Linked DNA regions of Mus musculus: regions 2, 3 and 4 are each linked to region 1. The links are chromatin contacts, called in public HiChIP or PLAC-seq and promoter capture Hi-C maps. All regions are on one chromosome and are shown on one strand. The core of a region is the stretch at or near the end of the contact, and the rest is flanking DNA. Distances in the headings are between cores, read along the strand shown.

Region 1 (6,479 bases), core at 3,977-6,476:
CTGTGCTGTGGTTGGGGATGGGGCTACACCGCTATTGGCTGAGCAGGTTGTGGGCTGTGGTGCTTTGCCATCATTGGTCCCAGCAGAATCCAGGCTGTTGCTGAGATTGCTGTATTCTGCCCAGCTTGTGGTCCCAAAGCTAACCCAGTTTTTCCCGGCTCAGGAGTACCAGACGTGGCTTGACCTCCGAGAGCTAGAGGGAAAGATGGGCGAGCGATATATCACGCACGAGAGCGACGACGCACGCTGGGATCAGTTTGTGGCAGAGCGCCATGGGACTCCTGCAGAAGGGGACCTGGGTGGCGCCTGTCTGCCGCAGGACCACGAGATGCAGGGGCTGGCTGAGCGCATCAGCATCCTCTGAGGCCAGTGTTCCCCCTGGGCAGCTTGCTTTCTTTGGAGTCCTGCACATCATCCCAGAAATGAACTCTTGTAGAGGAAGCAGCTTCCTGCGCAGACTGGAGGGGCCAGGGAAATAGACTCTTCCCAGGGCCATGATCTTAGTCCCTGATGCCTCAACCTTGGAGCGATAAGGCTGGAGAGTTGACTCTGGGGGTAAAGGCGCTTGCCACCAAGCCTAACAACTTGAGTTTGATTCCTGGGATGAACCGGTTTGGAGAATTGACTCCTTCCGTTTGTCCCCTGACCACCATAAGTGCCCACATAAACACAGGCAATAAAATGTATTTTTTCTTTTTATAACAAATGAAGCACCCACTGGCCATGGTGATAATATAATCCCAGCACTTGGAGAGGCTGAGGAAGGAGGGTCTCTTTAAGTTCAAGGCCAGCCAAGGATGCTACAAAAAAAAAAAAAAAGACAGGTCTTTTTCTGTGCTGGGAAATTCCAGCGCTTGGGAGGTGGAGACAGAAGAGCCAGGTGTTCAAGGTACTTAGGTACGTGGTGAGTTCCAGGCCAGTCTGGGCTGTTAAGACCGTCTCAAAAACAAAGTAGGGGCTGCAGAAGGCAGGGAAGATGGGGGAGGGTGCGAGGGTGGGAGGGGAAGAGTTTATGGAGGATTTCCTGGAGAATATAAGAAAGGGATAAAGTGCCTGTAGTCTAGAGTGCACAGCTTTAATCCCAGCCCGGATCACTGGAGTGCTGGAGGATGAGGGGGAGGGGGAGAAGGGGAAAGGAAGGAAAGGGGAGGGGAGGGAGAAGAGAAAGGGAGGGGAAGGAGGAAGGAGGAATGAAGAAGCACCATGACAGATGAGTGGGTACAGTTCTCAGGATGGAGAATCTTAAGTCCTAAATGCATTTAAGGGGCAGTGGATGGCCCTTACCTACAGCCCACCAGTGAGGAGCTGGGGTTGGCTACTGGGATATTTGTCTAGTATGCCAGGGTCACTGACCCAACATCTCATACTATGAAAAGAAGAGCAAGTTGGGGGTGTCGCACACCTGCAGTCATAGAACACTGCAGTTGTAGAAGCAGAAGACTGAGAAGGATTAGAAGACTGAGATTCACGGGCAGATGAGACGGCTCTGTGCTTGCAGAGGAAGTCTGAGCCAAGTTCAAGCCCCAACCCAGACACCTCGGGGATGAGAACGGACTCCAGGAAGTTGTCCTCTGACCTCCAGATCAGTATAGCACACACATGCCAGCCACCCCCTACTCCTACACACACACACACACACACACACACACACACACACACACAGGCAAAATAAAAAAAAATTCAATGCCATCTTTAACTATATGTATTATTTTTAAATTATATTTTAAGACCAGTCTGGGATATATCTGCCATGCTTTTGTCCTCCCTCCCCCCCCACCTCTGTTTTTCAGGGTCCTAGATGGAACTCACTCTGTAGACCAGGCTGGTCTCCAGTTCAGAGATCTGCCTGCCTCTGCCTTCCAAGTGCTGGGACTAAAGGTGTGCACCACCACCCTCCTTTCAACACAATACTGAAAGGAGAGACAGCTCAAAAATGAAAGGTCCTACCACCAAGCCTGACAACCTGAGTTCTATCCCCAGAACCCACACTGAAAGGAGAAAACTGGCTCCCAAAGGTAGTCGTCTGAGCTCCACAGCGTGCTTGGTGGCACATGCCTTTGCCCGATGAATCATCTCTCTAGCCCAGAGGCATAGGCAGGACGTCCAGGGCCTATCTAGCCAGCTTGCTCCAGGGATCCTCTGTCTTTGCTTTCCAAGGTGCTGAAGTTACGGGCAGGCTTCTGTGCACATCGATTACGTGGGGATCCAAGTACCAGTCCTGTGTTTGTGCAGCAAGTTCGTCTTTGTACCATGATGATGTCAAAGACTCCCCTTCCTCCTTTTCGTCCTTCCATTTGCGGTTCTGGGGATGAGGCCTGAGCCCTTACAAATTCCAGGCAAGGCCTGTACCACTGAGAGCCACCTAGTACAGCCTGCGAGTGCACTCATGGAGACAAAAAGTCTATATCATGCCAGACAGTGGTGGCACACACCTTTAATCCCAGCACTCAGGAGGCAGAGGCAGGTGGATCTCGGGAGTTCGAGGCCAGCCTGGTCTACAGAGTGAGTTCCAGGACAGCCAGGGCTACACAGAAAAAAACCCTCTCTTGGAAGAAAATGAAAATGTCTCTATCATGATTGTTCCTCTGTTACCCTCTACCTTGCTTTATTGTATTTAATTTTGGGGCAGGGTGTGTTCGGTGTCATGCCTGCAGAGGTCAGTTATCTCTGTCCGCCATGTGGACATGGGCACCAGGAACAGAACTCAGGTCCTTGGCATCAGCAGCATGATCGCCTTCCCACTGAAAGCCATCTTGCCGGCCTATCTGTCCACTTCGTTTTTGAAACAGGGTCTCTTGGTGACCCTCAAGCTCACTAACCGGCTGGACATCAAGCTCCTCCTGCGTCCATTCCCCAGCACTAAAAAGACAATCGTGGAACCATTGCATTTGGCCTGTTGCATGGAGCCCGGGACTCTTGAGTTCACTCATGTTTTCACGGCGAGCACTGGGCCTGTTGAGCTGCCTTCCCAACCTGAGTGTTTTCTGTTGCAATGACTTCTTGACACACTGGGTGCTCCTTCACCCCTGCCCATTTCTATCAGTGTGCTCAGTGATTCGGGGTATGCGGTGGTGACCATGACACCTCGGGCCCTGCTACCATTGCATGGACATACAGATGAGTCCTGGAGACAGTCCTGAGTAGGCAGGGAAGGGATGGAAATAGGGCAGCCTGGGGCAGTCTGAGAGCATGGGCAGGTGTGGCTAGGGGATCAGAGCATCGAAGCTTCCAGCTTTTCCTTCTTGGCCCTGAGGCTGTGGGGAAAGGATTTTTTTTTTTATTTTAATTTGTTTAGAGACCAAGTCTCTCTACCTAGCTCTGGCTGTCCTGGAGCTCACTAGACCAGGCTAGCCTAGCACTCACTACCCACCTACATTTGTCTCCTGAGGGTTCCTGCCATCATGCTGTCCTTTCTAACTCTGGATCCCTGCCCAGTTCTCCAGTTGCTTGGTCACCGCAACTTTTAGCCCTCAACCCTCCAACAGCTGAGAGTAAACTGAGGCTTCATTTGCCATGACTGTTCATGTACTGGGGGCTGAAACTAGTAGGATTCTAGACAAAGCCTCAACTATTGCGCCTCATCTCCAGTCTTTTGTTTGGTCTTGCCATGTAGCCCAGGCTAGTCTGGACCTGCAGATCTTCCTGCCTAATCACTTAGAGCACGAGAGTGGCAGACCTGAGCCACCACTCTTGGCACCATGAAAAAAAAATTTTAAAAAAATTTTTGAGACAGGGTTTCTCTGTGTAGCCCTGGCTGTCCTGAAACTCACTCTGTAGACCAGGCTGGCTTCAAACTCAGAAATCTGCCTACTTCTGCCTCCCAAGTGCTGTGAGAGTAAAGGTGTGCGCCACCACTGCCCAGCAAGACTAAATATTTCAGTGTGTGGTGTATGTGTGCACTCACGCACAGAGTGCAGTTGCCTGAGGAGACCAGAAGAGGACAGTGGATCCTCTGATGCTGGAGTTAAAGAGGACTGTGAGCCTCTTTTTCTCTCTGTGTGCCAGAAACCGAACCCAGGTCTTCTGGAAGAGCAACAGCACTCTTAAATCACGGAGCCATTTCTCCAGTGCTGGGATTACAGATATGACTCACCATGCCCAAGACTCAGTTCTTTATGAGTGGTAGAAGCTGTTACTCCAAAAAAAAAATAATAAAAAATAACAGGGTTATACGTGGTGACCCACTCCTTTAATACGAGCACTGGAGTAGGGGGAGTCAGATACAACCCAGAGGTGGTCTGAAAGTAACAAGCCAGTCTGGTCTACATAGTTACAGTTCAGCCAGGGTTACTTAGTGAAACCCTCAAAAAGCAAAACAAAACATAATTATGCTGTTAAACGTTCAGAATAACTTTTTTTTAGATGTAGATGAAGAGCACAGAGAGACCAAATACGTTTCCTAGTGTTACTCTGCCTTAAAGTGGCATAGACTCACCACATCAAAGTTGGTTATTGCCAGATGATCATAAAACATTATAAAAGACAGTTTCACACTATATTTTTCTTTCAATGACAGGCTGTCATAGTTAGCCCAGATTGGCCTCGAACTCACCGCGATTCTACGGCCCCATCCTCCCTTCCAGATCTGAGCTTTTAAGGAGTCAAAGGTCCGTCTGAGAAATGGGCTATTTCACAAACGTTGCCGACACACCGGGTGTAGTGACACATGCTGGCCGCGTGAGGGGGCGCTAGCCCGGCTTGCCCAGTGAGAAGAGGCAGAATGCAGCCTTCGAAAGCAGGCAGGCTCAGATTTAGAACTTCAGAACGTTGAGAACAGAGCATCTCAGAAGACTGAGAACAAAGCCTCTTAGAACCGTGAACAAAGGCCCCTGCGAGCTCAGACTGGTGGAACTCAGCTCCACCGCACCTGGAAGACAAAAAAGACCTCAGATTCTCTTCTGGTCAAAGCATAGAATATTTCACCCAGGGTCTTGTAATTCCGTAAATGTGCTGTTTTGATGAGACAGAAACTCGCTGTGTAATCCAAACTAGCTTGAAATTCACTATGTAGTTTAGGCTGGCCTTGAACTCTCAATTCTCCTCCTGGTTCAGCCTCCCCTATGATGGAATTACAGAGCCGGTTTGAACAGGTCCTGCTTAAAAGCATAATCAAACCGTAAGATGTTCAATCCGCTTTACTTCTGAGGGTCTGGGAAAGCTGCCTGGAAGAGGAGGCGTGATCCGGATTCAATCATCACTGATGATCCTTCTGCGCAGACTCAGAAGCTGAAAGTTTGGGAGGGGCGGCAAGAGCAGCTGCGGAGCTGTCACGTGGATCCAGTCTCTATTTATAGACCACCCTTCCCTGGACCTGGAGAGCCCAATGGCAGCCAGCGCTCGCCCGCAAGGGGGCGGAACCAGCTCCAGAACCAAGCGACTGGCACCAATGAAATTGGAGCAAGGGCGGGCTTGCTTCATTGTGATTATAAAGAAGGCGTGGCCACAGCCCCAGGATCGCCGCACAAAGGGGCGTGGCGAGTCTGATACCCCCGTAGGTAGTCCTGGGCATGCGTTGTTAAGGAAAAATGGGGCGGGGCGGAGCCCTGCGTCACGGAAGGCAACAACCAATAGTAGGTCGTTGTCGTGCCTTCAGGGGCGTGGTCATGTAGATGAGGCGCGGGTGGGCGGCCCAATGGGCGGGCGCCTATGCAGATGAGACGGTGACAGCCCGGCCAGCGGGCGGGCGGGCTGCTGGGGCGGGGAGGTGGGACCGGCGAGAGGGGCGGCCGTGGGGCCCGGCCGGGCTGGGGCGGGGGGCCGCAGCCATGATCCGGGCCTTCTCGTTCCCGGTGAGCCCGGAGCGGGGTCGGCTGCGGGGATGGTTGGAAGGCAGCCTGGCCGGGCTCTGCGAGTTGCATTGGCTCCGAGAGAGGCAGGAGTACCGCGTGCAGCAGGCGCTGCGGCTGGCCCAGCCCGGGATGGGGGGCGCCGAGGCTGAGGACGAGGAGGACGCCGAGGAGGACGAGGATGCGGCAGCGGCGCGCAGGGCCGCAGCAGCCCTGGAGGAGCAGCTGGTGAGGGGTCGCCTGTCCGTGCGTCCATCCATGCATTCCTCCCTCCCCCATTCGTTCCCCCACCTCCCTGCTCCTGTGTCCGTCTGTCTGTCTTGGTAGTGTATGCTCAGCACACCGGTCCTAGGGTAGGGGAGCAGGCAGGGGGAAAGAGATAAGACTGGAGACCTGGCTTTTCCTACCCCCAAATAGAGCTGATAGGGAGGATGCACGGCCTCCGTTGGACTCAGCATGGACCCTGTTAACCGTCCTGGATGCCTAGTGTGTGTTAAACCAAACATTCGTCTTCTTACAGATTTCCTATTTCATGAGGGTTTGAAAGTCCCCATTTTACAGAGAAAAAAACTGAGGCTTAGAGACAGGAAGAGACTCACCCAAGGTCACACAGCCGGCATTCAAACATAACCTCCCTCTGGGCCCCGCTACCCGGAATCCATCTTCATCTTTCCTTAAGTCTCGGGGTGCTTG
Region 2 (6,274 bases), core at 1,647-4,146, 800 kb before region 1:
CTGCTAGGCAGTACTTCAGTACTGCCTTAGCCTTCACTCCCTGCTTAAGCAAAACAGGCTAGAGGGGACATTCAGGGCCTTGTCAGGTCCTTTCTGCGCACGTAGTCATAGCCGTCTAACTTCCCAGAATGATACAGAGCAGCTTCAGAGGGAGGGTAACTAAGCCCATGTTTACTCTAGTGCCCACCCTTGGTACAGTGTGGCTCTGGGGTTCCTGACTAATGTGTGATGTCTCCACCATTACCACTACAGCTCTCTACACAGAATACACAGCCCCACCTTAGTGCTTTCTGTATGTCTCCTATTCTTTCCCAACCTGACAAGCATGGTCTTCCAGAATGCCACATAGAGGAAATCATACAATATATGGCCTTTTCTGCTGACTCTCATAATCTCTGCATTTCTGGTCCTTCCCTTCCTTTGTGATTTGATAGCTTATTGCCTCCATCCCCTTAAATTTGTTCTATTTTACATGTATGGGTACTTTGCCTGCATATATGTCTATGGAGTTCAGAAGAGGGCATCAGATCACCCAAAATTAGAGTTGCAAATGATTGTAAGCTGTCATGTGGGGGCTGAGAATTGAACCCAGTTCCTCTGGAGGAAAATTCAGTGCTCTAAACTGCTGAGTGATCTCCAGTCCTGGTTACTGCCTTTTTGTTTGTTTGTTTGTTTGTTTGTTTTTGAGACAAGGTCTCACTATGGGACCCTAGCTGTCTAGGAATATGCCAGGTAGACCAGACCTCAAATTTATAGAGATCTTCCTGGCTCTGCCTCCTGAATGCTGAGATTAAAAGCATGCATCATCATGCACAATATTCCACTTAACTGTCTTTTTAGTACTGAATAATACTCCATTCACCTGTGAGAGATTCTTGATAACTTCCAGGTTTGACATCTATGGCTGGAACTGTCATGAAAACGTGTGTGCAGGTTTTTGTGTGGTCATGTACTTTGAGCTATACAGGTGGCTCCAGGGAGAGCGGTTGCTGGGTGGTGTGATATGATTGTGTCTAGTGCTGCGAGAGACCTAAGATGAAAGCTTCTCAGAGTTGTTATCCTGCAGTGCACCATCACCCCAGCTTTCTGTTTTGGCTTAAGGTTATCAGTTCCTGCCCCAGACTGCAGCAGCTGTCCTCTTGCAGCTCATCTCCATCCTGAGGAATTCCCAAATTAGATAAAATAAGGTCAAGACCTTTGCCATGGGCTTTCAGGGAACCAGGATAGGTCAGATGGGAGGCTGTGGTTCTTTAAGAACAAATTCTACTCTGTTCTTTCAGCATCAGGAACCCATACCAGACACATAGCTAACTCTTCATGACCACTGCTGAGCCAGGGAGTGGGATGGGCTAGGGTAAGTTAGAGCTCTGCTCCATCCAGCAGGTCATATTTTCCTGTAGAGGCCTGCTGGGCCCCTGAACCTTTCACCATTACTAAGAGTTTTAATAAAGATTTTTGTTTTGTTGGTTTTTCAAGACAGGGTTTCACTGTGTAGTCCTGGCTGTCCTAAAACTTACTTTTTAGACCAGGCTGGCCTCAACACACATAGATCCATCTGCTTCTGCCTCCCAAGTGCTGCAATTAAAGGCATGTTTCATCACCACATAATAAAGTTTTGTTGTTTTGTTTTGTGTTTCTGTGGTAAGATAGGTGAGAATTATTTGAATTCAATATGAATTTAGTATTTTCTTTCCCTTCCTTCCCTTTTCATTTCTCTCTCCTCTTACCTTTGCTTCCCCTCCCCATCTTTCTCCTCTCTTCATCCCTATCTTCCTTCCTCCCTCTTCTCTTTTCTTTTCTTCTCCTGCTTGTTTTTCCTAGGCCAGTCTTGAACTCCTGGATTCAAGGACTTGTCTCGCTCAACTTCTGGCATGCTAGAAGTATAGGTGGGCACCACTGCATATCCCCTTATCTTTTAATTTGTTTTAAGATCATTCATATATTCTTCTGAGTGAATTTTGATAATCTGTCTATTTCTAGAAATTTGCTCATTGATTTTTTTGTATCTGAGTTCAATGACTTAACACATTGGGTGTGTATTGTAGCCTATCTTCTGTGTGAGTGCACTGTCTAAACACAGTTCTTCATAGTACTTCCTTGTAATCTTTTTTATTTTTAGAATGTGGTTAGTAAAACTTCCTCTTTTATTCCTTTTTGGGGATCAGGGTGATAGGACTATTGAGACAGCATCTCATGAAACACAGGCTGGCCTCAAACTATCTATTTACCCAAGGATATCTTGCCTCCATATCCCAAATGTTGGGACTACAGGCATGCCTGGTTTATGTGATGCTGAGTGGAGCCTAGAAGTTTGAGTGTGCTAGGATAGGCATTTTACTAACTGAGCTACACCCCCAACCTAACTTCAACATTTACTCTATATTAAAACTCATTGTATTTACTTTTTTTTTTTTTTTTTTGTATGAGACTTTCCCAGTCCAGGCTCTTTTACACACACAGTAAGCCTCCCTTTGTGCAGTGGTATTTCATGTGTCTCCTGGCCACATGGAACAAGTGGACAAGCATCCCCAGGCTTAAACTTGGGCCTGGATGTCCCAGTGGACTGACTTGTGCCTGCACAGACTCTAACTTTGAGTTTCCTTGTTGCTGGCCTTGGGATTTTCCTTGCTTGTCTTTTCTGCCTAGACACACATTAAAGTCTATTTGATCTTTCTAATATTTATAACTGGAGGCAGAGGACTCTGCAGTCCACCATGTGTTATTCTTTTGTCTAGTTGACAGATGAGGAAATGGAGTTCATGGATCTTGCCCAAGGTCGTGCAGCAAGGTTAAATGGCTAAGAACAGACCCATCTCAGTGGCTCCATTTTCAAGTCTACATTCTGCCTACTACACCTACCACCTCTTGATTCTAATACGTCCTTGTTCATTTTCAGGAGCTAGCTGCCAGCGAGGGCTCTTCCCTTCCTGACTCTGGACACGGCTTTGCTTGTCTGGAGACGGGCTCTAGCCAGGACCTGGCAGTGGAAAGCCATGGAGCCATACAGTCTTGGGGAAGAGGGAGCACTTCCATCAGAAGGGCACCTCCCATCCTTCTCTGAAAGTCAAGTGCTCAACTGCAGTGACACACTCAACCGGGACCTGGGCCCCAGCACACGGGACCTGCTCTACGCTGGCTTAAGCGGTTTGGACCTTGACCCCAGTCTCTCCACATCTGATATGCCCAGTGAAGTGCTAGAGGACAATCTGGACACCCTGTCCCTATACTCGGGGAAGGACAGTGACTCTGTGAAGCTGCTGGAAGAATATGCAGACTCTGAGTCACAGACCTCCTTACAAGGTGAGGCTGCTCATGGACTGAGCACCTACAGTTCCTGCAGGTAGCCAGGGACTGAATCCGCTGGCATTGGCTAGGAAAGGTCTCCTTAGCTGGGCATGATGATGCCTGCTCATAACTCCAGCATGTAGAATACAAACACAGGAGGAACACTGCAAATAGAGGCCAGCCAGAGCTACATAGTAAGACCCTGACTTCAACATGCTAATAAAGGGAAGGAAGGAAAGGAAAAACAAAACAAAAATCTCTTCTTGTAGAGGAGGCTTTTATCCTACTTTGGAATTGTCAGCTTGTGGGTTCTGGGTGTTAAATACAGGTCCTCAGGCTTCCGTAGCTTGTGCTTTTACCACCGAGCCATCCCACAGACTGGCATCCCCATCTTTGATCTGTGTGGAGGCAGACCATCAGGCTTGTAGGGGACGTTTATATTACTGCTGTATCTCAAGAGCATTTGTCCAGAGTAAGTGGGGATCCTGTCCATTCTGTCTTGTACTAGTCCAGCTTTTCCAGACCTCATGTCATGTAAAATAAGGGGACCCCAATCCTCACATGCCCACTGCTCTAGAACAATGGTGAGACATGAAAAGGAGAAGACTGCAAAAGCCTCCCATAGACCATAATGTACCAGACAGGTGCTTGATTAAATCCTGCTTTGTCTTTTTAAAAGAGGGAGGTCTTGCCATCTTTTCAGAACACTGAGGCTCCATCAGACCTCTTGCCTCAGTCTGTCCAGGAACCAGGACTATAGATTGTGCCATGCCCAGCTAGTTGTTTTTTACAACCAATATTGTCAGTAATACTTCATCTTAAATAGGGCCTTGATTCAGTTCCAAGGTTTTCTCTTCAACCATCGAAGAAAAGGAGAGAATTAGTGAAATAATTGAGCAGCTTGTGTGAGTGTCATTTTAGTTTGCTGTTGGTCTCCTGTGGAAGGGAGTTCTCTTGTTTAATTTTGGTTTGGTTCTGATCCTCTTTATTGGTTCCTGGAAAGTTGCTTCAATGGGTTGACTTGGGTAGAGGTCCAGGGAGTTTATAATCCCACTGTTTGAAGGGAAGTCCACATCTAAATGCCTGAAACTCAGTAATTGGGATTGTGTCTGAGGAAGTAGCAAGAACTTGCTACTGGGAAAGATTTCTGCAGGCCCCACTCCAAAGATTACCAAGCAGTGACCAGGCCTGTGTCTGTGTTGGAATGATGGCAGAGCAGGAAGTCTTAGGAACTTAGGAGAGTGCACATGGGAAGACTGACTATGGCACTAGCCAGGCCCAGGGTTGTAATATGGCACTCACTTTGGGCCGTGGTGATACTGAAAAGTGCTCGTGAAAGAGATGCGTGTTTTCCTGGACACAGGAACCCTAATTGTCATCAGTTATTCTTAGGGTTCTGCTCAGTTTAGCCTTTCTTTATATTCAACTGTTACAATGCCCCCAGCCCAAGCATTAAATTTCAACTCTATGCTTTTAAAACTTAAATTAAGGCCCATATAAGTAAATATGCATATGTCATTTTTTTCTTTTTTGTTTTTGAGATGGGGGTTTTACTGTGCTAGTGATTAAGCTAAGCTGGCTCTGAGTGCCTGGGCTCAAGTGATTTTCCTGCCTCAGCCTTCTGAGTACTTAGGACTAAGGCATGTAGTACATGCCCAATTTTCATTTACTTTTACTTGTTTATTTGAGACAGGGTCTCACTGTGTTGTCCAGGCTGTCCTCAGAGTCTGAATAATTCTCCTGTCTCAGTTTCCCAAGTGCTGATGACCACTGACGTGAGCCACCACTTCTGACTATGTTAATTTTTTAAATTAGAAAAGTAATATGTGCTGGAGGATGTTGGTGCACACCTTTAATCCCAGCACTTGGGAGGCAGAGGCAGGATGGTTTCTGAGTTTGAGGCCAGCCTGGTCTACAGAGTGAGTTCAGGACAGCCAGGGCTACACAGAGAAACTCTGTCTCTGTAGAAAAGAGGAAAATGTATTTATTATAGAACATAAAGTATGAAGCAAAAACCCACCTCTAAGCCATGTAGTACACATAAATACTTTGTTTTTTGTTTTGTGGGGACTGTCCACTGTGTGTCCCAGACTAGCTTGAAGTCAGCAGTTCTCCTGCCTTAGCTGGGACTACAGGTGTAAACCAATAGGTCTTACCTCATAAATCTTCAAGTTCATGGGTGAAATTGCTCAGATATACGTTGGGTTTTTTTAAGTTAGTACACATTAAAGGCTCTGAGTTCCAACCTCCAACAGTATACTCACACACATAATTGATATGCTTGTGTTTGTTGTTTTAAAAGCTTGGTGTATTTGGAGTCTTATGTGAGAGAGGACTGATTGTTATTGTCATAGATGTCTTTTTGTTTGTTTGTTTGTTTGTTTGTTTGAGACAGGGTTTCTCTGTGTAGCCCTGGCTGTCCTGGAACTCACTCTGTAGACCAGGCTGGCCTCAGAAATCCACCTGCCTCTGCCTCCCAAGTGCTGGGATTAAAGGTGTGCGACACCACGCCCAGTGTCATAGATGTCTTAATGTGTTATCATACCACAGTCTTGTTGGATTGTTAAAGGGTTTCTATGAACAGCTTTAAAAATATTTTATTTATGTGTATGTGTGAATTCTGTGGGTGTGAATACTACATGTATGTAGGTGTCTGTGGAGGACACAGCAGGCACTAGATCCCCTGGAGTTGGAGTTATGGGCAGTTGAGAGCTGCCTGACATGGGTCCTGGGAACTGGACTCTGACTCTTTGAAAGAGCAGCCAGTGCTCACTCTTTCCAGCTCCTAGTGAGAACAGCTTTTTACATACTGAATTTCCTTTTGGATTGGTTCACTGAACATTCTGCTCACAATTTTTCAGCTTCATGACACTGCTTTCTATAAAACTCGGGTGCTTTAAGGTATACTTAAAAGTACCCCAGCCAAGTGTGAGGACAATATCTGAGGGAGCCTGGTTTTATCTTGTTTATACTTTTAGAGTTCTTTGTT
Region 3 (6,165 bases), core at 2,244-4,743, 570 kb before region 1:
GGCCACCACATCCGATAAAAGGTGTACTCAGACTCATTGAACATGCTGTCCCCAAAAGGGAAGGGTGTACTTTATTGCCTATCAATGTTTGTCAATGAGTGCCATGTAAGCTGGTGAGGTGGGAGGCTCGGGGTGGGGGTTGTCCAGCATCCATGACTGCAGTGGCATCCCTCACGCCTGTGCCCCATGGCCTGCACCAGATCAAAGTATAACAGAGCCTTGAGGAAAGGGATAAGGAAGGAAGGAAGGAAGGAAGGAAGGAAGGAAGGAAGGAAGGAAGGAAGGAAGGAATGGTGGGGTGGGTGTATGTCTAAAATCCACAGTCTTGGGTATTCAAAATAGGAATCTCTCTCTCTCTCTCTCTCTCTCTCTCTCTCTCTCTCTCTCTCTCTCTCTCTTTCTCTCAATCCTGACCCCTGATTGGCTCGGAGATCTAAATTCCTGGTCATGGGGCAGGCCGTGTTTGAGAACCTGCCACACCCCCTCTCTCTTCTTTTTCCCTTTTGGTTATTGCTTTTATTTTTTTTCTAAATAGATTATCAGGGTTTTTTTCTATGTGGCTGTCTGGCCTCCTAACTGCTATATAGATAAGGCTTACTTCAAATTCACAGAGATCTTCAGGCCTCTGCTACAAGTGCAGAGATTAAGGACATGTGCCACTCTACCTAACTACTTTTATTTATTAATTTTTTTCATACAATATGTTTTAATCATATTCTTTATATGAGTACACTGTCACTGTCCTCAGACACACATCAAAAGATTGCATCAGATCCCATTACAGATGTTTGTGAGCCACCATGTGGTTGCTGGGAATTGAACTCAGGACCTCTGGAAGAGCAGTCAGTGCTCTTAACCACTGAGCCATCTCGCCAGCTCTTGATCATATTCTTTCCCCTCCCTCAGTTCCTCCTAGATCCTGCCCATCTCTCTATCCACCCAACTTCATGTTCTTTCTTTCTCTCTTTGTCTTAGCAAAACAAAACCACCCCAAAACCAAAAATCAAAACAAACAGAAAACCAAAAAGACCAAACCAAGCCAACACTAAACTCAGGAAAAAGCACATAAAAAACCATGCAGTCTGTTTTGGGTTGACCAACTACTGGTGTGTGTGGGGGGAGGGGGGGCAGCAGAGGGGCATTGAGACCTGTCCTGGAGTATAGAAGCCCAGTGACACTCCACTGGAGAGAACTGATGTCCCTCCCCCGAGAAGGAATCAATTACAAATAGCTTCTGGACTAGAGGTGGGACCTTGTGTCCTACCCTACTCACTGCTGGGATTTTGTCAGGTTTTTTTTTTTTTTTGGTTTTTCGAGACAGGGTTTCTCTGTATACCCCTGGCTGTCCTGGAACTCGCTTTGTAGACCAGGCTGGCCTCGAACTCAGAAATCCATCTGCCTCTGCCTCCTGAGTGCTGGGATTAAAGGCGTGCACCACCATGCCCAGCCGGAGCACACTTTTCTTGGAGTCATCTGCCACCTCTGGTGATCTTTCCACTTCCTCTTCTGCGTGGGTCCCTGAACCCCGAGGAAAGGAGTTGGATGAAAACATCCAGTTTACAGCTGAATGCTCCAAGGTCTCTCACTGTCTGCAGATTGTCCAGTTGTGGGTTATTTTAAATTTAATTGTGTGTGAGTATGTGTGTGTGTGTGTGTGTGTGTGTGTGTGTGTACGTGAGTGTGTGGACACGGACGCAGGTCTCTCAGGAGGCCAGGAGCATCAGATTCCCTGGAGCTAGGGTTACATATCCAGGCACAAGATGTAGGTACTGGGAACAGAACACAGGTCCTTCCTTGGGAAGAGCTGTAAGCACTCTTAATCACTGAGTTCTCCCCCCCCCCCCCACTTGCTTCGTTTTTTGAAAAAGATCACTTGCTGTGCTCAAAAATGGGCTTGGAGAGCCGGGCATGGTGGCGCACGCCTTTAATCCCAGCACTCGGGAGGCAGAGGCAGGAGGATTTCTGAGTTCGAGGCCAGCCTGGTCTACAAAGTGAGTTCCAGGACAGCCAGGGCTACACACAGAAACCCTGTCTCAAACAAACAAACAAACAAACAAACAAACAAACAAGCTGGACAGTGGTGGTGCATGCCTTTAATCCCAGCACTTGGGAGGCAAAGGCAGGTAGATTTCTGAGTTTGAGGCCAGCCTGGTCTACAAACTGAGTTCCAGGACATCCAGGGCTACACAGAGAAACCCTGTCTTGAAAAACCAAAAAAGAAAAAAAAAAAAAGGGGGGGGCCTGGAACTCACTATGTAACTCAGACAGACTCCAACCTTGCAACCACATTCCTGCTTTATCCTCTGGAAGTGCTGGGAAGACAGGTGTAAGTGACTATGTTTATTTCTTTAACAAGTGTCTTATCTCACATGGCTGTGTGACACCCTTTCACAGCGGGCCCAGTGCTGGGCACCCATAGGTAAGTAATATACTCAGTAAGTTTGGTGACAGTTTGGGTGAGACAGAGAGTCTGTCAAGTGCCGTGAGAGATGTCTACGGCTTGGGAGGAGGAAGGGTCACTGTTTCAAAAGGGAAGGGAAATAAATGACTTTTAGAAAAGGGAAAGGAAACAGAAACAACAGACAGGATGAAATAGGGTGCAGGGGGCTGCCCGGGCATGTCTGTGCCAGGAGCACAGGGCTGCCTCTTCCCCATTTGTCCAGTGCCAGATGGGTATTACGCCAGGCGGGCCAGGTGTTTAAGTTCACGAGTGTAACCCGCCATCAAGCCATTTAGCAGGAACCTGTCTCAGGAGTGACTTTGTGAGCACAGGTCTGGGCTCAGTTTCTTCTGTATGTGACTGGCATGTTTTGTAGGGTCAGCCAGTGCAGTCTAGTGGCTGTGCTTCAGCTATTGCGGGTGTCAGCCTGAGAGTGCTATTTGGATTGGAGTGTGTGTCCCTCTGAACCTGCCAGGAAGTTGTTCTGAGAAGGGGTCAGCCTTTAGTGTAGTGTGAATGCCCTAGGCATCTGGGGACACGGGTTTGTGCGTCGGAGACTGTTTGAATATTGTTTGTGCAACTACGTTTTGGGTTGTCACTGTCTGTGTGTGACCCAGTGAGCCAGTAAGTAAGATAATCTGGATGTCTGGGTCTGTGTGAGCTCGTGTGTCCAGGCCCTTGTCCTGATGTGTATCTGTGCCTCTGGTCTGACTTTGTGTCCCTGTGGCTCAGTCATCACTGACTCAGTGCACCCTGGCGTGCCAGTCCGTTAGTCTGAGCGTACTCCTCAGGTGTGGGTGTGGGTCCCAGTCAGTGTGTCAGTGTGTCAAGCGTGTGTCCGGACACCCTAGGTCTGGGCTGTCCCCACGCTGCTCCTCCTGCCTGGACCAGGCCTCGCCCCGCCCCTCTGGCTGCCGGGAAACCCCCCGCGCCGAGGTAGGGGGCGCGGCGCCCGACTGCAAGCCCCGACTTGTCCCCAGCCGCGGGCGGGGCCCTGGCGTCACGCGGGGGCGGGGCGTGGGAGCCAGCGAGAGGCGGGGCGGGGCGGCCGCCGAGCGAGCGGGGCCCGGGGATCTGCCGGGAGGCCTGAGACGCGGCATAGAGCCACATGCGAGCGGGGAGCCCAGGAGGCGGCGGCGACACCAGCAAGCAAGCAGCAGCAGCGGTGATCCGGACACGAAGACTCCAGAAGCAGCAGCAGTCACTGCAGTTAGAGCAGCAGGAGCAGCAGCAAGGTGCCTCAATAGCAACCCACTCGGCGGGCGAGCCCTCCAGAAGGCAACCGCCCGCCACCCCATCGCCTCCTTTCTCCGGAGTGTTCATGCCCCCGGGGTGAGTGAGCACCCCGATTCCCGAAGCTGCTTACGAGCGGCAAGGCCCGGAGGGCTCCCTGGAGGAGGTGACGGGGTGCACGGGCCGATAGGACGGTCGCCTTGCATTCCCGCAGCTTGTGCCCCAGCTTTCATCACTGGGACTAAGGCTGGGCCAGGCGGGCGGGAAGGAAGCACCTGGGACTCAGGGCGCCCTGTCTGGGCGCACAGGTGCCACAGCGGTCTGGCGGGTTTGTTTACAAACAATGGGGTTCGGGCTCGCCCGCGCCCCCTGGTGGCTAGTGAGACCTGGGAGGAGCGTGGCCCCGGGCTCGCTCGAGTCCCCCGAGTCCCACTGCGGGAGGGTTGGGGTGGGGGGTGGCACCGAGGATCGGCCACACCCAGAGCGCGCGCCCGCCGGGGGCGGCGACAGGGGGCGGCGGAGGCTGTGGCTCCCGCGGGCGGGGGCTGCGCCCCAGCAACAGCCGGTTATTGGCCCCGCGCGCGCTGGGCGGGCGGGGCGGGCGCACGTGGCGGCGTCGAGGGGGGGGGCTGTGACAGCGGAGGGGCGGCGGGGACCGCGCGTGCGGGGCTGTGGATCTGCAGGTGTCTCGCCTGGGTGTGTGTGCTCGTGTTTGGCTCCCGAGTTTGTATCCCTACACCGAGATGTTGGCGTTTGTCACCCGGAGGGGTGTCTGCGTGAGTCCTTGCCCGCGTGTCTGCGGGGTGGGGTGCACCTGTCCGTTTACGGGTGTGGGTGGCCACCCCCCAAACCAGAGTTGTATACGTGTGCTCTTAAGGGGTGAAAAGGGGATCTGTATCTGTCGCTTGCCTGGTAGTGTTGGTGGTGGTGGTGCGGACGACCGGGGCACTTGAGCTGTGTTTGTGTGTCGCTTGAGTGAGCTGTGTTGCTGTGCAGGGGTCTCGCCCAAGTGTGCGCTGCGTGTGTGTGTGTGTGTGTGTGTGTGTGTGTGTGTGTGTGTGTATGCGCGCGCGCGCGTGCTGTCTCTGGGTGTCTCCAAGACAAGCATCTGCTGTACCCAGCTTTTGGGATGGGATGCCACCCAGTGCCTGATCGCTCGCTGGGTGACTTCTGAGCAGCAAAAGGCACACAAGGCACGCTGAGCATGAAGGGCTTTGGGGGTGGGGGGGATCTAGCGGGTTCAGTGCCAGCCCCTCTCTCTGCATGCAGTGTGTGTGTGTGTGTGTGTGTGTGTGTGTGTGTGTGTGAGAAAGAGAGAGGGGGGGGTGAGAGTGAGTTTTGGGTCTGAGGGGTTTGTCTCTGTGATCCAGGCTATGTGTCATGTGGTGCTCTCTCTCTGTAGTGTTTATAGCAGTCACGTGAGGCCAGTGTTTTCTGTCTCTGCATTAGGTGTGTGTGCTGCTGGGCTCTGTGTGTGTGTGTGTGTGTGTGTGTGTGTGTGTTTTCTGGGGCTGACAGTTGGCTGTGGTGTATTGGGGCTGAGAGTAGAGGCTGGACCTATGGCTTCTACCAGCTGCGGCTGGTGCCTCCCGATGTGGCTGCCCCGCACACGAGGGGGGATGATGTATCTGGATATGATGACTTGTGTCTATGTGTGGCTGTTGTGTCCCAGGAGCTCAAAGTTGGGGGGGGGTGCACATTCAGGTGTGTTTTGAGATGATGGTGGTGCATGTGCTAAGGAATAGTAAGGGGGGTGTCTTTGGGTTGTCTGTGTGTATGCGGGAGAAACACGTTGAAGACTTGAGTCTGTTGTGCTTCAGTGTGTGACGGCTGCATTGTGGGCGGGTGAGCGCTGGCATGTCAGCAGCGGGTCAGTGTGAGACTGGTGTAAATATGTTGAAAGGGCTCTGGATGGCTGTGTGTGCATGTCTGTGTCCCCATGTGTTTCTGGGTGAGCCACCTCACTGGGGGAGCGGGAGGGGCGGTAAAGTTGGACACTTCTCTGAGTTCACTGGTGTCTTCCCATTACACACACACACACACACACACACACACACACACACACACACACGGTTCTCTGACAGCACCGTGTATCCTGGGAGCCCCAGCACCCCTTCTGCGCTCTTCTCTGTTGAGAAAGTTCTCCCTGGCCCAAGCCCTGAGAGTAGTAGGCAGTTTTCCTGGTGGGTTTTGCTACAAACCCCAGACGCAGTCTGTGCGCCCCTCACCATGTGTCCCGGCCAGGCTGTCCCTGGGGTCATCCCTTCCTGGGTGGGAGTGACTTCCAGGCAGGGTGTCTGCGAGGTGGGGTCCTGCAGGCCCCCCCCGCAGTCGCCCCACTGACCTCCCGCCGTGTCCCGCAGGCTCCAGGGAGCGCCATGGCCCGCGCACGCCAGGAGGGCAGCTCTCCGGAGCCCGTAGAGGGTCTAGCCCGCGACAGTCCGCGCCCCTTCCCGCTCGGCCGCCTGATGCCCTCCGCTGTATCCTGCAGC
Region 4 (6,858 bases), core at 3,311-5,810, 630 kb before region 1:
CACTCAGCTAAGAAGACAGAACTGAATTGCAGCGTGTCCCTAGGGAGTCCAGAAATATTACCGGCCCCAGATGTGAGAAACTGGGAAGCTAGTCAGCCGTGTATCCCCGTGGCCCTGAGCTGACCCGCAGTCACGGCTGGCTCTGTCTGTGCACATCCTCCTCTAGGACCCAGCTCACCAGTTTGGTGGGACAGAAGAACTAAAGCCTAAGAAACACACACAAGACACAAAGCAGGCGGGGAAGGACAGGACCTGGGCGGGAGGGGACACCCAACCCCATGTCTGGAGTGGCTGGAACCTGCAGCTCTCATCTGACTATTTATGGGTTGTCTGGCACTGCCCAAAGCCTTGGCCAACACTGTTAAAACAGGAAGGACAGAACGGAAATTGGGACACTCTCAGCTCTGCCAGGTAGCCAGCTATGAGGCCAAGCCATTTTTCTGAGTAGTTTTCCTTCCTTAAAGTAAACTGTACCTGTTTAAAAACAAAACAAAACAAAAACTCACCTGTCACCCCAGCACTCAGAGGCTGAAGCAGGAGAAATGCCATGATTTTGAGGCCAACCTGGGCTATAAGTTAAGACCCTCATCTCAAAACAAACAAACAAAACAAGCAATATAGAGCATAACAAGAGTACAAAAACTCAAAGCTTCAATAGCTGTGTGGCCTTCAACAAGCTGCGGAATCTCTGTGTACCTGTATAGGGATAATCACAGACCCCACCTGGGAGAGCGAGCGCTGCGGATAGTCAGTGTAGTTAGCGGATCTGCTATGGAGACAGGCTGCCACAGTGCTCGTCCACAGCAAACAGCAGACAGGGTGTGCCTGCTCGTGTGTGTGTTTGTGTGTGTGTGTGTGTGTGTGTGTGTGTGTGTGTGTGTGTGTGTGTATGTGTGTGTGAACTGCTGTTATCACTACCTCTCTTCCCATCTCTGACCCCACCCTTCACAGCTACTACTGATAATAGTCTGGGACAGTTTCTGTACTCAGTCACTATCAGCCTATGGTATTTCCTCTGTAAAGAGAGACAAGGATGGTTCCCAGAATTCATGTTCTCTCTCTCTCTCTCTCTCTCTCTCTCTCTCTCTCTCTCTCTCTCTCCCTCTCCCCCCTCTCCTTCTCCCTCTTTCTCCCTCTTTCCAACTTAAGTAAGGGCTCCAGCACTGAGCCACGCCCCCAGCCCCTCACTGGGGGATTCTAGGCAGGGGGTCTACCACTGAGCCACACCCTCCAGCCCTCCACATTTTTTCAGACTGGATATCTCACAGAACCTCAAGTTTGCCAACTGGCTCAACAGATGGGCCAGAGAGTAAAAGAAACCTTCTTTTCTTATCTGCCTTCTCATCTGGGATTACAAATGGACACTTCTGCACCCAGTGACATTGCTTTCTTTTACAGTAAATCATTTATATTTGTTTGGCTCTATACACAATACATAAAATATTATTGCCATTATTTTACATATGTCTATGCACACAAGTGTTGGCCACATGTGTGCAGTTACCTGCTGGGGCCAGAAGAAGGCATCTGACTCCCTAGAGCAGGAGTTACAGGTGTTCGTAAGCCACTGATAAGATGGGTTCTGAGAACCTAACTCAGGACCTCTGAAAGAACATTGCATGTTCTTAACCATTGAGCCATCTCTTCAGCTCCAAATTGCCACTTTTAAGTATAAGCCAGGAGTATGCCTTTAATCCCAGTGCTCTGGAAGCAGAGGGAGGTGGATTTCTGTGAATCCAGCCTTGTCTACATAACGAATTCCAAGACAGTCAGAGCTACGTAGAGATATTTTGTATCAATAATAACAACAACAACAACAACATACAAGCTGATGAGAAAAGAGATGGTGGTGAATTTGAGCAAAACTCAAGAACATTCATATATAATATAAATGTCGTAATGAAACAGATTATTTTATATGATTCAGGGCTGGGGGTGTGGCTCAGTTGGTAGAGTGCCAAAGTCCCTGAGCTCTGCTCCCAGCACTACATAACCTGTGTTTGATGATCCCTGTACTCTGGAGGTGGAGGCAGGACACTCGGGTGTTCGAGATCACCTCAACTACATAGTGAGTTTGAGGTCAGCCTGGACAGCATGAGCTCTTGTCTCAGGAAAATACAACATATATAATCTGGAATGCTAATTCTGACTCCCAAGATTTCAAAATGAAAGCTTCTAAGGCAAACATTATGAGCCTCTCCACCCCTTCTCGCAACCTCCTTTATGCCTCCCTTCCTCACCTCTCTTCTGACTGGTCCCAAATTGGCCGAATGCACAAGCACAGCAGACCTCAGCAGCCGCAAGGAAGCCCAGAGTCTCTCCACCAGGGACAGTAGCGGGCCTGAGTCTCAGCAATGCAACCCTTCCCCAGATCCTATGGGATTCTCTGAGGACCCTGCGCAACCTTCTTAACCAGGAAAAACAGGCGTGGCCTCCGCTAGCCCCAGGGAAATAGTTGTCTTTTCTTCCTCCCCGTGAGTCACAAATTAACCCACAGACAGAAAGGTCGGAAAAGCCGAAAGTGTGTGCCTCCACCCGCAGCCTCACTACTATCAGCTTCCTGGAAGCCAGAGGTGTGTGGGCTTTGAACAGCAAGGTCTGGAGGGCTATCTCTGAAACCACTTCCCACCCACCCTTGGCACTAAAGGACCCCTAAGATTCTGCAGTAATCACCAGCGGCCTGCTAACCCTCCACTGACCGGCTGCGCTGTTCTCTGCCTCTCATTCCTGCCAGCCACAGACTCTTAAAGATCTTTCCTTCCTCAAATGTTGTGAGGATGATAGCCCAGAATGAACCCTCCTCAGAAAGATCAAGAAGCTGAGCCCAGGGCCTGAGGTTTCCGGGGAACATAAAATGCAAGTCCTGTCATGCAGTGGTGGCGCACACCTTTGATCACAGCACTCAGACAGGTCTCTGAGTTCGAGGCCAGCCAAGAGTCACAGAGAGACAGCCAGGACTACATAGAGAAACCCTGTCTCAAACCCCCACATGCCCCAAAATAAGCAAATCCTGTCCCCTTTCTGGGCCTCTGGTTTTTTTACCTGTAAAATGGGAAGACAGCAGGCATAGGAGAACATGCTTGTCACTCCAGCACTCCGGAGGCAGAGGCAAGGGGGAGCTCACGGGAGAGATCTGTCCGGTCCCCATGGGTGGATTGGTGGGGAATGTGCTCGTCACACAAGCATGGGGACCTGAGGTTGAAGTTCTGGAACCCATATAATAGCCACATTCAGTAGTATATGTATGTGATGCCAGCGTTCAGAAAGGAAGACAGCCAGGGAGTCAAAATCCCTGGAAACGTGGGCCAGCTGGCCTTTGCCATTACAAGCAACAAGAGACTCTGTCTCAAAGTAGAAAGGAAAGCTCTAGAATTAAGGCTAGCCTCTGACCTTCAAATACAAACTGTGACTCTCACAGGCCCATGTGCACAGATATTTAAAGTGAAAATTATTATTAGATATTTATTATTATTATTTGTAGTAGTAGTAGTAATGACAAGAACAAAAAAGAAGTTGGCTATAGTGGCTGGGTTTGGTTTGGTTTGATTTGGGTTGGGTTGGGTTTGAGACAGGGTCTCACGTAGGCCAGAGTGACTTCAAACTCACAGATTTGCTTTCCTCAGCTTCCCAATTGTGGGAATTAAAGTGTGCCCTAGAGTACACTGTCTTAAACTATACACCTACAGCATGGTGCAGGCTTAGGACACCGAGCAGGACATGGCCTCAACCCTGACATGGACTCTCGTCACTCAGCAGTTCCTGATGGTCGTCTTTCTCTCTGAGCCTTGCTTAAGGCTGAGAAGGATGCGGTCACAAATTCTTCTGTTGATATTTAGAGCATAAAGTCATGTTGTTAGAGGAAATTGCTTCTGGGTCAAGGCACTACAGATTCTGTGATGCAGGCCTCTCCTCTCTCTCTCTCATCCTGAAAGGCCTCAGTGTTCTCCACACCTCAACATGGGAGACTTACCTGGTCAACAGATGTGCCAAGATGATAAAAGGTCTGGAGCAGTGCACAGCTCAGTGTTAGGATATTTGCCTAGAATCCTCCAGCAAAGGATTGGGGGCCTGGCTCAACAGAACCAAGAACTCACCAATGAGGGGCTGGGAGTGTGGCTCAGTAGTAGAGCTAGGGCTAGGGCTCCTCAGGTGAGAGTGCTTGCTGCTGAGAGCGGTACCTATGAACCACCTCTCCAGGGCCCTCCCTTTCCTTCCACCTTGTGTTTAGAGACCAAGGCTCTCAACTTGCTCTAGATGCTCACTGATTAACCCAGGCCTGCTGGTCAGCAAGCCCTAGAGATCCATCTGTCTCACTCTCCCGTGCTGAGGTTACAAACACAACCCACCGTGCCTCTGTACCAGGCAAATCCATAGCCTGGGCTGGAACGCATATCCTTATGTTTAAATGGCAAACACTTTACTCACTGACCCGTCTCCCAGCCCCTCATATTTCATCCCAGAAGACTCTACTGCAATGTAACAGCTTCCTGGATGTGAGCTCCCGGAGGTCACCGTTACAAGGGAAGGCGGCTCTGGCCCCAGGCCTTGGAGCCCTGCATCTGAAGAACAGATAGGTGTGTAAGACCCAAGGGTCCAGAAGGCTGGGGCTGGGGGAGGAGAAAGAACACACTAGAGTCCGCCAAGCTCTCAGCCCACTTCCTTTCCTGCTCACTTCCCCTTCCAACCCTGTTGACATAAGCAGATTCCACAGGCCACACATTTGGCAATCCCCTGGACTCTGCAAACTTCTGTTTTGAGCTGCGTTGCTTAACCCTGACCTGCCTGGGAGTCACCTGGGGTGGGGGTCTCTCAACATGACCACCACCTGCTGTATGTCCAATTCCTTCCTTCCTTCCTTCCTTCCTTCCTTCCTTCCTTCCTTCCTTCCTTCCTTCCTGTCTTTCTTTCTCTTTCTTTCTTTCTTTCTTTCTTTCTTTCTTTCTTTCTTTCTTTCTTCCTTCCTTCCTTCCTTCCTTCCTTCCTTCCTTCCTTTCTTTTAGATTAATTTATTTTTGCCTTTGGTGCATGAGTGGTTTGTCTGTATATCTGCGTGCTACACACCATGCCTGTGGAGGCAAGGAAACTGCATCAGCTCCCCTGGAACTGGAGCTACAGACAGTTGTGAGCTGCCCTGTGGGTTCTGGGAAGGAAACCTCAGTCCCCTGGAGGAGCAGCAGCCAATGCTCTTAAACCACTGAGCATCCCTTTTTGTCTCGTTTTGGTTTTAAACTGGCCTCTCTCTGCAGCCTGAACTCACGGAGGTCCACCTATGGCCGTCTCCCAAATGCTTGTTACCAAGCCTGGCTGGGATTTTTGTTGTTGTTTGTTTGTTTGTTCATTTGTTTTTGTTTGTGTTTTCAGACAGAGGCTCATGTAGCCCAGAATGGCCTCATGTAGCCCAGGCTAGCCACAAACTCTCCTTGACTAGATGAGCCTCCTGCCTCTACCTCCTAAATCCACCATGCAGATTTAGTTTCTTTGTGTGTATATATTTGTTTTATTTTGAAACCAAGTCTCACTTGGACTGACCTGGAGCTCACTAAGTAGCTGGCCTCAAACTCCCAGAGGTCTGCCTGCATCTGTGTCTGGAGTGCTGGAATTAAATGCATGTACCACCACACCCAACCACTATTGGAGATTTTATTCAGTGCAGGGGACTGAACCAGAGGCTTGTGCGTGTTAGGCCAGCATGCTACCTACTGAACTGAAACACTGTATCCTGGGCCCAGCTTACATATTATATATAATTTTATATGTATGGGTGTTTTGCTTGCATGTATGTCCAGCATGTGTGGGCTTGGTGTCCAAGGCAGCCATTACAAATCATTAGGAGACACTATGTGGATGCTGGGAACTGAACTAATCCTTTAAAACAGTAGTTCTCAACCTTCATGATGCTACGACCTATGACCCTTAAATACAGTTCCTCACTCTGCAGTGTCCCCCCAAACCATAAAGTTATTTTCATTTCTACTTCAAAACTGTAATTTTGCTAGTTATGAATCGGAATGTAAATAATTTGGAAACAGAAGTTTGCCAAAGAGGTTGAGACCCAGAGGTTGAGAACCGCTGCTCTAAAAGAACATCAAATGCTCTTAATCACTGATCCGTCTTTCTAACCCCACCCCACCCCCTAGCCCCAGCCCTCAGCCCAACCCTTAAAACAGCATCTCATTACAGCAAGGCCAGAAGGAGGTGAATCCCTACCTACTACTTACTCCCTGAACCAGGAAGCTCAATCGCAGCCAGAGAAAAAGATTGATGGTAGGGTGCTTATGGGAAACTGAGGGCTGTCACAGGGGACTCCCTTAAGGAGGGGACACCTGGCAAGAAGACAGGATGGGAGCAGGATGGTCCTTGGAAGAGGTGCTGGGCAACCAGGAGATCAAGGGAAGGGAGAGGCATGAAGGAGGCGGGGGGGGGTGCGGGGGGGGGGGGCAGGATGTAGAGCCGGGTGTGTGGTAAGAAGGGAGGGCTGGGTCTGTGATGGGGCAGCTGAAAGGGCCTGGGTGAGCAGGTTGCCAGTGTGGTTTTTCCTGGAATGGAAAAGCAAGGGGAGGAAGAGGTTCTTGGGACAGCTGGGGCATGGGTCAGTGGGTGAGAAGCTCAGCTGTGGCAATACAGATGTGACCGATAATGAGAAAAGCCACAAGAGGGAGACAACTGGGAGTCAGGAGGACTACCTATAATCCCACCTCAGCTGTAAAACCAGCTTAAGGCTAGCCTGGGCTACATGAGATCCCATCTCATATATTAATTAATTAACTAACTAATTGATTAAATGTTTCAAACTCATAGAGGCCATACAAAACATAGAATAAAGCTGGATGTGGTGGCTCATGTCTTTAATCCTAGCAC

Evidence for each region. Promoter capture Hi-C pulls out the DNA fragments that hold promoters and counts their contacts. HiChIP or PLAC-seq counts read pairs in DNA pulled down with a chosen protein or histone mark.
Region 2: a promoter capture Hi-C map of liver shows a contact between it and region 1. The contact joins the promoter of Zfp541 here to the promoter of 9330104G04Rik in region 1. A contact is called at or near these places in 2 of 39 promoter capture datasets (cranial neural crest and liver) and 3 of 115 datasets of contacts at active chromatin or transcription factors (astrocytes, bone marrow-derived macrophages and stem cell-derived neural progenitor cells).
Region 3: a contact with region 1 is called in an H3K4me3 HiChIP or PLAC-seq map of forebrain, with 4 times the contacts expected there. The contact joins the promoter of Bbc3 here to the promoter of 9330104G04Rik in region 1. A contact is called at or near these places in 1 of 39 promoter capture datasets (cranial neural crest), 2 of 484 Hi-C or Micro-C datasets (both in embryonic stem cells), 7 of 115 datasets of contacts at active chromatin or transcription factors (astrocytes, embryonic limb bud, embryonic stem cells and 3 more) and 1 of 9 other capture datasets (adipose tissue).
Region 4: a promoter capture Hi-C map of pre-B cells shows a contact between it and region 1, with 2.2 times the contacts expected there. The contact joins the promoter of C5ar2 here to the promoter of 9330104G04Rik in region 1. A contact is called at or near these places in 3 of 39 promoter capture datasets (cranial neural crest, liver and pre-B cells) and 1 of 9 other capture datasets (adipose tissue).

The regions. Positions count from the first base shown.
Region 1 is chr7:16,869,660-16,876,138 of GRCm38.p6, forward strand. 9330104G04Rik (RIKEN cDNA 9330104G04 gene) reads right to left here and starts at 5,227. Exons shown (of 2, transcript NR_152128.1): 1 at 4,553-5,227; 2 at 1,695-3,254. It overlaps Dact3 (dishevelled-binding antagonist of beta-catenin 3), which reads left to right and starts at 5,658. Exons shown (of 4, transcript NM_001081655.1): 1 at 5,658-6,014. The coding sequence starts at 5,766. It overlaps Prkd2 (protein kinase D2), which reads left to right. Exons shown (of 19, transcript NM_001252458.1): 19 at 164-802. The coding sequence ends at 364.
Region 2 is chr7:16,068,949-16,075,222 of GRCm38.p6, forward strand. It overlaps Zfp541 (zinc finger protein 541), which reads left to right and starts at 2,897. Exons shown (of 16, transcript NM_001099277.2): 1 at 2,897-3,300. The coding sequence starts at 2,994.
Region 3 is chr7:16,306,090-16,312,254 of GRCm38.p6, forward strand. It overlaps Bbc3 (BCL2 binding component 3), which reads left to right and starts at 3,494. Exons shown (of 4, transcript NM_133234.2): 1 at 3,494-3,772; 2 at 6,037-6,165. The coding sequence starts at 6,052.
Region 4 is chr7:16,239,594-16,246,451 of GRCm38.p6, forward strand. C5ar2 (complement component 5a receptor 2) reads right to left here and starts at 4,561. Exons shown (of 2, transcript NM_176912.5): 1 at 4,430-4,561.